2 separate regions of the Macaca mulatta genome follow, and region 2 is linked to region 1. The links are chromatin contacts, called in public Hi-C maps. All regions are on one chromosome and are shown on one strand. Each heading gives the region's core, a stretch centred on a gene start, on an enhancer-like site or on the middle of the called end of the contact. The rest is flanking DNA. Distances are from core to core; before and after follow the strand shown. Region 1 overlaps NEMP1 (nuclear envelope integral membrane protein 1). Region 2 holds the start of STAT6 (signal transducer and activator of transcription 6).

Region 1 (6,911 bases), core at 1,339-3,838:
GAGCAAGACTCCTTCTCAAAAAAAAAAACAAAAAAGATTGTGGTCCAATAACTTGATTTCCCAGACTGAAGGTATCACCTTGACTATCTATAATAGACAACTTCAGGACCTAGGAACATTCCATATTTATTTTGCAAGGTGACAAAACATGCTACGAATTACATCTTAAAATAAGACTAAGACCTCCAGAGCAATCTGAAAGCCACTGAGAAATAGTCTGAAATGGGCCGGGTGAGGTAGCTCACACCTATAATCCTAGCACTTTGGGAGGCTGAGGAGGGCAGATCACCTGAAGTCAGGAGTTTGAGACCACCCTGGCCAACATGGTGAAACCACATATCTGTTAAAAATACAAAAATTGGGCCGGGCGCGGTGGCTCAAGCCTGTAATCCCAGCACTTTGGGAGGCCGAGACGGGCGGATCACGAGGTCAGGAGATCGAGACCATCCTGGCTAACACGGTGAAACCCCGTCTCTACTAAAAAAAAATACGAAAAACTAGCCGGGCGAGGTGGCGGGCGCCTGTAGTCCCAGCTACTCGGGAGGCTGAGGCAGGAGAATGGCGTGAACCCAGGAGACGGAGCTTGCAGTGAGCTGAGATCCGGCCACTGCACTCCAGCCTGGGCGACAGAGCGAGGCTCCGTCTCAAAAAAAAAAAAACAAAAAAACAAAAACAAAAAAAACAAAAAATACAAAAATTAAGACAGGCATGGTGGCGCCCGCCTGTAGTCCCAACTACTCGGGAGGCTGAGGCTGGAGAATCACTTGAACCCGGGAGGCGGAGGTTGCAGTGAGGCAAGATCACGCCACTGTGCTCCAGCCTGGGTGACAGAGCAAGACACTGTTTAAAAAAAAAAAAAAAAAAAAAAAAACTGAACCCAGGAGACCTCAATGAGCATATAGTATAAAAGCGATATAATTTGTGGCCGGGTGTGGTGGCTCACGTCTGTAATCCCAGGACTTTGTAATTCGAGCACTTTGGGATTGCCTCAGCACTTTAGGAACCCCTGACATTTGAGGTCAGGAGTTCGAGACCAGCCTGGTCAACATGGTGAAACCTACTAAAAATACAAAAATTAGCTGGGTGTAGTGGCGCATGCCTGTAATCCCAGCTACTCAGGTGGCTGAGGCATGAGAATCGCTTGAACTCAGGAGGTGGGGGTTGCAGTGAGCCGAGATCACGCCACTGCACTCCAGCCTGGGCGACAGAGCAAGACTCCATCTCAAAAAAAAAGTGATATAATTTGCACCACCTTGTGGTAACAGGAACACATGACATTTTACTAGATGTTTTTTATTTTATATAAAATGACTAGAATAAAAATATAAAAATTCCTATAGAAAGTAAAAAAAAAAAAATAGACTCGGGAAGGAACAAAGGCGGAAGTACAACACAATGACTTTTCATTAACGAAGAAGCTCCCAGGTCAACACCTCTGTATCCTCTTGCTGCAACTGCATCCCACACTGTACCTGTCAATATTAAGTTACATTGCCTTTCATTCACCTGTAGGTGATGTACAGCCACTGAATAGGGTATTCCAGGTTCTTAGTACACAGGGCAATGATGATAATGGCAAGGGCAATATGTGGTATCTGGATGCCAGAATACATGAAACACAGGCCCATTAGCTGCAAGGTCCAGGTCAGCAGGTTGATACTTCGTTCATTTTCCAAGGGCCCATACTTGTAACACACTGCAAAACTCATGAATCCAACTGTGAGGACATAACCTATGAGAAGAGTTATCAGAAGACATTCTTTTTCATCTATACTTGGTAAAAATAATTTGTGTGGGAAGCAGTAGTAAATTTACTATATAGCACCAATTGAACCGGGAAATCAGATTTTTACTTAATTATTCACACTTTTTTCTTAAAATACATTTCTCTAAGTTTCTATCCTTTCTGCTATCCTAAATTTATTCGGTTCAAACAGAACATTAAAGTTATATGTCAAACAACCCTGAAATAGTCTATTTTAAAAACCAATATATGGAAATCCAGATTAATCACCCCTCAAAGGATAAATCAAAGGTTACTATCTATAGGACCAAGGATTTTTACTTTGTAAATAAAATCTACAGCAGTTCATTCAGAAATGAAGGAGAAAAAAATTTACTGCAGAGTCCTTTACTTAAGGTCCCCAAGTATATTTAAAATATGATTCCATTAATAAGGTCAATTTACAGCTTTTCAGAAAAATGTTTATTGTGTAAAGAAAGGTATATTTATGAATACCAATAAATGACATCTTCTCCTTAACAGTACCATTCTAATTTAAGAGAAGGTGATAATCGTAGAGGGGTCAGAAATAAGCGAAAAACTACGATTTTTAAAAGTTTTTAAAAATGACATGAACTATTAAATCCCATAAGCAGGTAAAATATTTTCATGATTAAATTAACTGAAACAGCCTATAAACATACAAAAGGAAAGCAAAACCGACAACACTTACTTAAAAGATACTGCCAGTAACACCTCCAGATCTCTTGTAAATTTTTAAAAACTAGTTGAATGAGGTACAGAGAAAAAGACCAGCCTCCCACCAGGATGACGTAAATGGGACTTTTCTAAGACAGAGAGTAGAAGTGAAAGCAAAAAGTTACAACAGGCTTTCCATACATAAAAGAAGCAAAATGGAACTATGATTTTTTAAAAAAAAATTCAACCTACTCAAAATGCACAAAAAACACTTCTCTTAAAAAGATGTCCTTTATACTTAAAATGGTACAGTCTGCAAGGAACACTGGGAAGATGAGATGCTAAATAACTTAAAAGCCTGGCTATATAATTAAAAAACAGGAAGGAGACTTTAACCCCCCTCCGAGCACAGGATTTTATATAAAAAGAAAAAATTTGTAATCAGGCTCCAAGTTTCATCGTGGAAAGTACCTTTTTGAATCAAGGAGAGTAGGACATTGACTCATCAGCCATCAATACACATTTTCAGTTTTCTAAGATTACCCAGGAAAACAGTCCTTCAGCTATCCAAATTCATTCTAGCTGCACATGAAGATTCTGATACTTACCTTAGGCATAAACTTAGATAGTATAAAAATGATGATTAGTAGAGAGGCCACAATTCCCACACTCATCCCAGTGGAGTAGTAGAAAATTTGACTTCTGCAGAAAAAAAAATGTATTTCATGACCATATGTATATATTTCATACATAGTACTGTTGAAACTAGGACAACTAACCTAGCCAAAAGATTTTAAAAGGAACAAGATTAGAGCAGTACAAGCAAACATCAGAAACATTTCCAATTTGGTTCCAGACCACTGCAACAAACCAAATACTGCAATTGCAATCAGTAAGTCATACAAATTTTTTGGTTTCCCAGTGCATATAAAAATCATGTTTACCCTATATTAGAGGGTATTAAGTATACAACAGCATTATGTCTTAAAAATATATATTCCTTAATTTAAAATGCTTTGCTAAAAACTGCTAAAGATCATCTACGCCTTCAGTGAGTCATCATTTTTTTGCTGGTGGAGGGTCTCACTTCCATGTTGATGGCTGTTGACTGATGAAGGTGGTAGTTTCTGAAGACTGGAGTGACTGTGGCAATTTCTTAAAATACAACGAAGTTTGCTGCACTGGCTCCTCCTTTCATGAAGATTTCTCTAAAGCATGCAATACTGTCCTGATAGCATTTCACCACAGAACTTCTTTCAAAATTGGAGTCAATCCTCCAACAGCATTAACCCTTAACAAGAGGATCACCCCTCCTTTGAAGCTAGGCACTGACTTCTCTCTCACCATGAAAGTCCTCAATGGCATCTTTAATTGTAGCCACTTTCAACAATGATCTTAGCTAGATCTTCTGAACAACTTGCTACAGCTTCTGTATCAGTGCTTGCTTCATCTTTTTTTTTTTTTTTTTTTTTTAAGACAAGGTCTCACTGTGTTGCCCAAGCTGGGGTGCGATGGTGTGATCATGGCTCACTGCAGCCTTGATCTACTGGGCCCAGGTGATTCTCCCACCTCCGCCTTCCAAGTAGCTGGTACCATGACTGACTTTTTTGTATTTTTTGTAAAGGCAGGGTTTCACCACGTTGCTCAGGCTGGTCTTGAACTCCCTGGGCTCAAGTGATCTGCCCGCCTTAGCCTCCCAAAGTGCTGAGACTACAGGCATGAGCCACCACGCCCAGCCTACCTTGCACTTTTATGTAATGAAGACAGCTTCTTTCCTTAAATCTCATGAACCAAGAACCTTCCTTCACTAGCTGTAAACTTTTCTTCTGAGGTTTCCTCACCTCTCTCAGCCTTCACAGAATTGAAGAGAGTTAGGGTCTTGCTCTGGATCAGGCTTTAGCTTTAAAAAAGTTGTATCTGGTTTAATCTTCTCAACAGCCAACTAAAACTCTCTTCATATCAGCAATAAGGCTGTTTCACTTTCTTATCACTTGTGTGTTCCCTGGAGCAACACTTTTAATTTCCCTCAAGAACTTTCCCTTTGCATTCACAACTTGGCTAACTACTTGGGACAAGAGGTCTAGCTTTTAGTCTATTTTGGCTTTTGCTGTCCTCACTAAGCATAATCAGAGAGATGTATGACTCTTCCTTTCACTTGAAGACTTACTATCTACTCTAAGGTTATTAATTGGCCTAGTTTCAATATTGCTGTTTCTCAGGGAATATGGAGGCCCAAGAAGAAGGGAGACAGGGGAATAACCAACTGGTGGAGTTGTTAGAACACCCATGACATTTACTAAGTTCACTGTCTAATATGGTTTGGCTGTGTCCCCACCCAAATCTCATCTTGAATTGTAGCTCCCATCATTCCCACATGTTGTAGGAGGGACCTGGTGGGAGATAATTGAATCATGGGGGGAGTTTCCCTCATACTGTTTCTCATGGTAGTGAATAAGTCTCATGAGATCTGACGGTTTTATAAGGGGTTTCCCCTTTCACTTGGGTCTCATTCTCCCTTGCCTGCCGCCATATAAGATGTGCCTTTTGCATTCTGCCATGATTGTGAGGCCTCCCCAGCCATGAGGAACTATGAGTCCATTAAACTTCTTTTTCTTTATAAATGACCCAGTCTCGGGTATCTTTATCAACAGCATGAACTAATATAGTGTCTTACATGGACATGTGGTACCCCAAAATAACTGCAACAGCAGCATCAAAGATCACTGATCATGGATCACCATAACAGTTATAATCATATGAAAAAGTCTAAAATATTGTAAGAATTACTAAAATGTGACACAGAGACCCCAAGTGAGCACATGCTATTGGGAAAATGGTGTGGTAGACTTGCTCGACCCAGGGTTGCCAGGAACCTTCAATTTGGAAAGAAATGCACTATCTGTGAACCACAATAAAGTACAATAAACTGATGTGTGCCTATATTTGCCCAAAACTTGAGGTCAGAGAACTGTAGAGACTGACGCTATGTAGTTACTATCAGATTATGAAGATTAGTATTCAAGGGCTTCCCTCATATATTTCCCAATAATGAGCCTCTGTGTAATGTCCTATTCCCATCTCCATCATCTCTCCCAACCCGATTATTTTTTCTTTTCTAAGACAGGGTCTCACTCTGTCACCCAGGCTGGAGTGCAGTGGTGCGATCACAGATCACTGCAGCCTCAACCTCCCGGGCTCAAGTGATCCTCCTACTTCACACTCCCAAGTAGCTGGGACTACTGGCATGCACAACCCAGGCCTGGCTAATTTTTATATTTTTTTGTAGAGGCAGGGTCTCACTATGTTGCCTAGGTTGGTCTCAAACTCTTGGGCTCAAGTCATCCTCCCCCCTTCAGCCTCCCAAAGTGCTAGGATTACAGGTGTGAGCCACCACAACCAGCCCCCTATTCCAGATTTTTTTCTACCAGTTATTCCTCCCTCACTGTTTCTCCCAGCATCCCCAAAATAAGGAACAACTTCCAGCAACCCCACTCCAGCCCAACTTCAAACTCCAATTGTTAATCTTTCATTCACTATTCCACAAATACTTTTTACTTGTATACAAACTTAATGCTGATTTTACCTTCACTCAATGTTTATTTAGTTACCTATATATTTTCTTCATATTTGTACATGTCAGTCTCACCTGTCTTAACTAGTAGGTTCTTAAAGGAAGAAAATGAATAAGCACTTGATTTTTATTTTTTTGAAACAGGGTCTCCCTCTGTGGCCTAGCTTGGAGTGCAATGGTGTGATCTCGGCTCACTGCAACCTCCGCCTCCAGGCTCAAGCAGTTCTCGTGCCTCAGCCTCCTGAGTAACTGGGATCACAGGCACATGCCACCACACCCAGCTAATTTTTGTATTTTTTGTAGACACAGGGTTTTACCATGTTGCCCAGGCTGAGCAGTTGATATTTGTCTCTTTTTTTTTTTTTTAAAAAACGGAGTCTCGCTCTGTTGCCCAGGCTGGAGTGCAGTGGCGCGATCCCGGCTCACTGCAAGCTCCACTTCCCATGTTCACGCCATTCTCTTGCCCCATCCTCCCAAGTAGCTGGGACTACAGGCACCTGCCACCACGCCCGGCTAATTTTTTGTATTTTCAGTAGAGATGGGGTTTTACCATGTTAGCCAGGATGGTCTCGATCTCCTGACCTCGTGATCCACCCACCTCGGCCTCCCAAAGTGCTGGGATTACAGGTGTGAGCGACCGCGCCCAGCTGATATTTGTCTCTCTACGTCTGAACAAAATGAAACTCATCAACCCATGGACCTGTAAAGATGACACCTTAACACATTACTTCTAGCAATGGAAAGGGTGATGATGTTCCATTTCACTGTATTGGCTAACTCCTATCAACCCAATGATAGGCCAACCTAATGTGGGAATTTCATTACTGTCAATATTGTTCAAATAAGAAAAAACAAAAATCATAATTCACATTAAAGTATTTTTTAAACTATCCAAGCAGGCAACAGCCAAGCCATAAA
Region 2 (7,064 bases), core at 1,525-4,024, 48 kb after region 1:
TTGCAGCTCTAGACCTGACTCTGGTTCTGTGGGCAAGGAGCCTTCCCTGTGTGGGCTTTGATTTTCTCATCTATAAAATATGAGTGTTAGATGAATGGAAAACTTTCCAAACTTTTTAAAGCAGTAGGCAATGTCAGCTTTTAATCTGTGGAATCTCAATTACATAAAAGGTACGAAACTGAAGATGCCCTGTTGAAAGCAAGCATGGAAAGCCTGAAACTTGACTGCTTCTACTTCCCTCTCCCCATCTCCTGACGCCAAAGGCGTCCCTAGACAAACCTCTCAAAATTCTAGGACTCCATGAGATAATTTGAAAACCACAAGGCTCGGCCAGGAGCGGTGGCTCACACCTGTAATCCCAGCACTTTGAGAGGCCGAGGTGGGCGGATCACTAGGTCAGGAGATCAAGACCATCCTGGCTAACACGGTGAAACCCTGTCTCTACTAAAAATACAAAAACAAAATTAGCAGGGCGTGGTGGCAGGCCCCTGTAGTCCCAGCTACTCGGGAGGCTGAGGTGAGAGAACGGTGTGAACCCGGGAGGCGGAGCTTGCAGTGAGCCGAGATTACACCACTGTACTCAAGCCTGGGCGACAGAGCGAGACTGTCTCAAAAAAGCCTGGGCGACAGAGCGAGACTCTGTCTCAAAAATATATATATATAAGTAAATAAAATTAAATAAAAATGAAAACCACAAGGCTAGATGATGAAGAGGATGGGAGAGTAATAACAGCTACTATTTGTTAAGCACTTACCACGTAGGAGGCATTACACTCAGTGCATTATCTCATTCAGGCCTCATGACACTTTTGAAAATATATAATATCCATTTTATAGATGAAGAAACTGAGGCTTAAGGAGTTTCTCTACCCTGCCCAAGGTCACTCAGTAGGTGAGTTTGGAAAGCAGGCTTTGAATCTGAGTGGGGATTAACCATCGCACTGTGTTGTTAGGATCCCTTCCAGGGGCAAATCTGATCATCCTAAGAAGTGGGGGAAGATGGGAGGAGACTTGAAGGAGGAGAGTTGGAAAAGGAAAGTAGAGAGAACTAAGGAAGAGGATGGGAGAGACCGGAAAAAAAGGCAGGTTTAGTAAGCCAGGAGGAAAGAGCCTAGAAGAGAGAGGAAGCTGGAGGTGAAGAAGAGAGACGAAAAGAGGGAGAAAGGAGAGAAGGGGACAGGGAAGTAGAGGAGGGGGTTGCATCCCCATTTCCAGGTTCAGGGGGAACTGGGTAGACCAGTGGTTCCCCAGGGGCCTCTCAGTTCACGTTTCTCACAATATCCCTCTCCTAGAGATGAGGGAGAGGATGGGATGACAACTCCCCCGGTCTCCCAAAAACCAGTAACCCCAAGTCCTCCTGTTCCACGTTCAGCCTCTCACTTCACCCAGGACTCTCAAAGGGATGGAAAATGGAGAGGCCCCTTCTCTGGACCTTCCTGCTCCAAGACCTTCATGCCCCTCTTTCCTCCAGTTCCCACTTCCCCCAGCTCTTTTCTCCTCAAGACGGATCCTTACCCCTCCTGCTTAGGTCCCTCCAATAGGCCTTTCTCTAACCCAAGAGAGAAAGGTCCTCTGGAATGGGTGGGCATCGCTTTCCTCTGCATCCCCTTGCAAAGTGACCAGCCTCCTGGCATGGCCCTGGCTAGGAATATCCAACCCCTCTTCTTCCCCAGACATTAGGAGGACACATTTCTCCCCACCCCAACTCATAACAAGGCTGGGTCGATTGGCTTGACCAGGACAGGGGCTCCTTTAGCGTTCAGCCCGCTGTAGGGGAAGGGAGGGAGGAACCACGGCGTGAGGGGCGGGACCAGTGTTCCCTCCCAAACCCAGAAGGGAAGCGCAAGGTCTGGGATCCTTGTCCGCCCGCTTGGTGGCCTAAATTCGCTTATCTCAACCCCTACCTCCCGAAGTCCTCTGACTGTGGGACCACAGGATCGAAAGTTAAAACAGCTTCTCTGAGTTGCCCAATGTGTGGATGTGGCGGTGGGGGCGGGCGGGGAGGTGGAGCCAGTTCAGCACGAGGAGGGTTAACTCGGCGCCACCGCTGGGAAATCTCAGCGTCTACAGCAGCCAAGCGTGGAGCAGTTTTGAGGGGGAAATTCCCCCTCCTGTGGGGCACCATGAGGTCTACATCTGGGGCTCGCTCACCCCCCAGCCACACCCTTGAACAGGAACCTTTAGAGGAGGGCAGGATAGGGGTTTAACGAGGATCCACTGCCCTCTGGCATCAACCTTCCAGGGAGGGGCGGCCACTTCCCCCGACCCAGGGCAGAGGAGCACTCCTTCACCTTCTTTCCCTGACTTTCCATTGCCCTGGGGGTGCAGGGGTGAGGCTGTGAAAACGTGACCCATGGGGGAGGGGAGTACTGAGGCCTGGACCCTCCCAGATTCCTCCAGGAGTTCGAAACTGCCAAAACCCAGTGCCACCAGCCACCAACACTAGCTGAAACCATCTCTTGGGGACCATCCACCCAGCCAGGGGAGGATCCCGAGAGCTCCCCCGCCGAATCCACCCCCACACACTCAAAGAGGCCCCCGCACCCACCTCGGAGGCAACCCCTCTGCTGTCTTCTCCCTTTCTCAGCGGGCACTGCCAGGCCCCATAGGTCTGTAGCTCTGTCCAGCGAGTTCAAGGCTGGCCCTGCTAGCACCTCCCCCCTTCCACCACCATCACCAAAAAGAAAAATAAAATAAAACACACACATACATACACACACACACACTCCTCTCCCGTCCTCCCTCTTCAGTGTAAGCAGTGGCTGCCCCAGCCCGCTGTTTCCGGCTTCTCCTTCTACCCAGGTCCCTCCCTGGAGCTCTGACGACACAGAGAAGAGAAAGTGGGCTGGAGGAGGAAGAGGAAGAAAGTGGGGTGAATATGTGTGCCTCCTGTGCCGAGTGGGGGAGCACGTGGGGGATCAGGACTGGGGTCCAGGCCCTGGAGCCAGGCTCCGGCGGAGGCTGACCCCCACTTACTCTGGCCCCCTCAAAAGCATCAGCTTTTCTCCAGAAAGTCACCCAATATCAAACAGAGACATGCCACCCCTAACTGCTTGGCTCCCAAACTCAAACTCTGCCAAGGGCTGGGGTTTGGGCCCACGAGGGACTGGGCTCCCCAGGGCCTCAGGAAAAGTAAATCCCTCTGGACTCTGCGCTCCCTCCAGTGGAGGACCCTGAAAAGCAGCCGGGGAGCTCGATGCCAGCCAACTCCTAGGTCCCCCTCCCTTCTGGCAGGGAACGCCTTAGAGGTCGGTCTCGTGACCACTGATGGGAGGGAGTGGGGGAGGGGAACCCTCAGCTCAGAATTCTGGAAGACTCCAGGAGTCCCTTGGACTGAAGCTGGTCTTTGCCCTCTCCTCACAGGGCACCCCTCCTGAGACTGTGGGGGGAACCAGCACAAGCCGGAGCTGCTGCCTGCAGATTCACAAGGGACAAGTTTGAATTCGAATCTGCTGTGTTCCTATCTGCCAAGTTCCTATCTGTTTCTGGGGTAAACACTGAGACACGCCAAGAAACAAACACACACATGCACAACTTCCCTGACCACAAGACTACACACACACACACACACACACACATGCAGGTAGGCTCACAAACATATCCGCACTCAGAGCCCACTGTAATCACAACACCACACACAGACACACACACACACACACACACACACACACACACACACATATGCAGGCAGGCTCCCAAACATATCCGCACTCAGAGCCCACTGTAATCACAACACTACACACACACACACACACACACACACACACAGTCTTGCTCAGCTTCTGAGTCATCATCATAACTAGTGGAGGGTGCTGCAGTTTTTGCTGGGGGAGGAGCTGGAGGAGACCAAGGGACCCAGAGAGGCCTTTACTCGCGGACACCTGAGAGCCCAGGTGTGTGGAAGAGGTGGTGTCTGAGGGGCGGCGGGAGGAAGTTTCTGCTCCCCTCCTCCCTCCCATAGCCGGGCTGGGCTGAGGGGCCAAAGCTAGGCCTATGCTGCCCCCTGGTGCCTGAATTGATTTCCAGACCCAGCTCCTCCCACTCCATCCCTTGGTACCCCGCAGGTCTGTGCATGAGTGCATGTGTGTGGATCCAGCCAGGCAGCAGAGGCTTTGAACACAGCAGAATATAGCAGTTAAGAGACTGGACTGTGCATACAGGCTGCTTGGATTCAAATCCTGCTAATGCTGCTAACCACACAACCCTGGGCAATTTACTCTGTGATTCATTCTCGTCATCTGTAAAGTGGAGCAAATAAGTCTTAACTCATAATGTTGTGAGAATCAAATGCAGTAATACATCTGAAGGCTTAGAACAGTGACTGACACACAGTAACTGTCAGGCACTATTTTTATGGTTCTTAATAAACCAGGTATGAGGAAAGGAGAAGGGTCTCCATCCTACATAGAAGTCCCCAGATTTGGGGGTCATATTACTGCCAAAAGAATCCTATTGAGAGTGTATGTGCATATGTGCCCGCTGTGTCTGCAGGGCAGTGAATGGAAGAGAAGGGAGGCACGGGTGGAGGTGGCAGGCAGGGACTCTGTCCATTGGCTTGTCCAACAAGCCATCCTAGGATCAAGGTGTGTGCACATACGTGTTCATGGCACACGTGCTTTGTATGTGGTCCCGGGTGCCCACTCTGCCTGCAGACATCCACAGACAGTAGGTGAAGCCAGGTTTCACCATCTAGGGGTGTCAGAGCTACAAGTCCCCAAAGACTTGGGTAGCAGGAGGGAAAAGAGTAAATGTGCTCTCTGACTTTCGCTCCTTTTAAGGGGTAGGAAGGCAAGGGGCAAGTACTGGTAGAAAAATGGTATTTATTGTCTCCCTCTCTAACTGATTATACCAATGGGAACACTGTGATGTAAGGGGGAAAAAAAACAGAATTTAGAGGCAAATCTGGCTTGGGTCTGATTCCATTTAGGAGGTTCTCAATCAGATGTCAATCCCTCAAATGAGAATAATAGTCATACCTACTTCAACAGAGTCTAGGCTAGGGTAAAGTGCCTAGAGTATGAAATTTAAGGAGATACTCATCTTCAGATTGTACAATTGCAGGGTCTGTCAGACCTTCATTAATGACATCTGCACCTGCATGACTGTGAGGGTGACTGTATCACCCTCCCCTGGGCCCTGCCATCCCATCGAGTGGTGGTAAAGATTGCACAAGAGAGGCTCATGCCTGTAATCCCAGGACTTTGGGAGGCTGAGGCAGGCAGATCACAAGGTCAGGAGATTGAGACCATCCTGGTCAACATGGTGAAACCCTGTCTCTACTAAAAATACAAAAAATTAGTCGGGTGTGGTAGTGCATGCCTATAGTCCCAGCTACTTGGGAGGCTGAGGCAGGGAAATCACTTGAACCTGGGAGGCAGAGATTGTAGTGAGCCGAGATCACGCCACTGCACTCCAGCCTGGTGACAGAACGAGACTCCGTCACACACACACACACAAAAGATTGCACAAGAGAAAGCAAAAGGAAAAAATAACTTTATGTCTGTGTACTGCCGGTTACAACCCAATAGTGAGTCACAAAATCAATTTTACAACCCAATAGTGAGTCACAAAATCAATTTGGTGAGTGTATCAGTTTGCTAGGGCTGCTGTAACAAAGTAATACAAATTGTATGACTTAAACAACAGAAATCTCTCAAGATGCTGGAGGCTAGAAGTCCAAGATCAAGGTTAACATGAGCAGGGTTGATTGATTCCTTCTCAGGGATGTGAAGGAAGGCTCTGTTCCAGGCCTCCCTCCTTGGCTTGTAGATGGCCATTTTCACATTCACACAGTGTTCTCTTTGTATGCAAGTCAGCCTCCAAGTTTCCCCTTCTTTCAAGGATACCAGTCATATTGCATTAAGCACCACCCTAATGGCCTCATTTTAACTTAATTACCTCTGTAAAGACCCTGTAAGTGGGTCCTTCAAAATAAGGTCACATCCTGAGGTACTTGGGATTAGGACTTCAAGAGAATTTTTGAGGAACGCAACTCAGCCCATAACAGCATCTTGACCAGGCACAATGGCTCACACCTGTAATCCCAATACTCTGGGAGGCTGAGGCAGGAGGATTGCTGGAGGCCAGGAGTTCGAGACCAGCCTGGGCAACATAAAAACATCCCATGTCTATGAAAAAAATTTAAAACAAAATTAAAAACCAAAACATAAAAAAAAAAAAAACCAGTGTCTTGACCATCACTCTTTAAAACTGAAGTAAAGGCCAGGCGCAGCGGCTCATGCCTGTAATCCTAGCACTTTGAGAGGCCGAGGTGGGTGGATCACCTGAGGTCAGGAGTTCGAGACCAGCCTGGCCAACATGATGAAGCCTCGTCTCTACTAAAAAACACAAAAAATTAACCGGGCACAGTGGCACGTGCCTGTAATCCCAGCTACCTGGGAGGCTGAGGCAGGAGAATCACTGGAACCCAAGAGGTGGAGGCTGCAGTGAGCTGAGATCATACCACTACACTCCATTCTGGGCAACAGAGCAAGACTCCATCTCAAAAAATAAAAAATAAAAATAAAAAAGTGAATAAAATTAAAAAATAAATATCAGAAGGCATCATGTGAAGTAAGGATAAGTATTGTTTAATTAAACTTTTGTTTCAGCTTTATATATGTATCTGAATTCTTTTTTTTTTTTTTTTTTTTTTTTTGAGATGGAGTCTCCCTCTGTTGCCCAGGCTGGAGTACAGTGGCGTGATCTCAACTCACTGCAACTTCCGCCTCCCAGGTTCAAGCAATTCTCCTGTCTCAGCCTCCCCAGTAGCTGGGACTACAGGCGCATGCCACGACACCCAGCTAATTTTTGTATTTTTAGTAGAGACACCATATTGGTCAGGCTGGTCTTGAACTCCTGGCCTCAGGTGATCCACCCACCTCGCTCTCCCAAAGTGCTGGGATTTACAGCCATGAGCCACCACTGCCCGCCCTATATGTATCTGAATTCTAAGTCATGATGTAAAACATACTTTTTAGTGCTGGTTGTGTAAAAAAGAAAAAAGCAATTCCAGCACTTTGGGAGGCCAAGGTGGGCAGATCACCTGAGGTAAGGAGTTCGAG

Evidence for each region. A called contact is a pair of places that touch in the nucleus more often than the background predicts.
Region 2: a contact with region 1 is called in a Hi-C map of blood, with 6 times the contacts expected there. The contact joins the promoter of STAT6 here to the enhancer-like site in region 1. A contact is called at or near these places in 8 of 14 Hi-C or Micro-C datasets (CD4 T cells, blood, cortical neurons and 5 more).

What each region holds. Positions count from the first base shown.
Region 1 is chr11:64,217,288-64,224,198 of T2T-MMU8v2.0, forward strand. It overlaps NEMP1 (nuclear envelope integral membrane protein 1), which reads right to left. Exons shown (of 11, transcript XR_013401165.1): 5 at 3,031-3,124; 6 at 2,457-2,571; 7 at 1,507-1,732. Among named protein-coding and RNA genes, the nearest start is that of MYO1A, 14 kb to the left of the region's middle. Within about 2 kb of position 2,589, at least 6 of the 40 cell types and tissues checked have an H3K27ac peak or open chromatin away from gene starts, as enhancers often do. A contact at or near this core is called in CD4 T cells and blood, where this site is marked.
Region 2 is chr11:64,265,144-64,272,207 of T2T-MMU8v2.0, forward strand. It overlaps STAT6 (signal transducer and activator of transcription 6), which reads right to left and starts at 2,775. Exons shown (of 28, transcript NM_001265997.1): 1 at 2,549-2,775.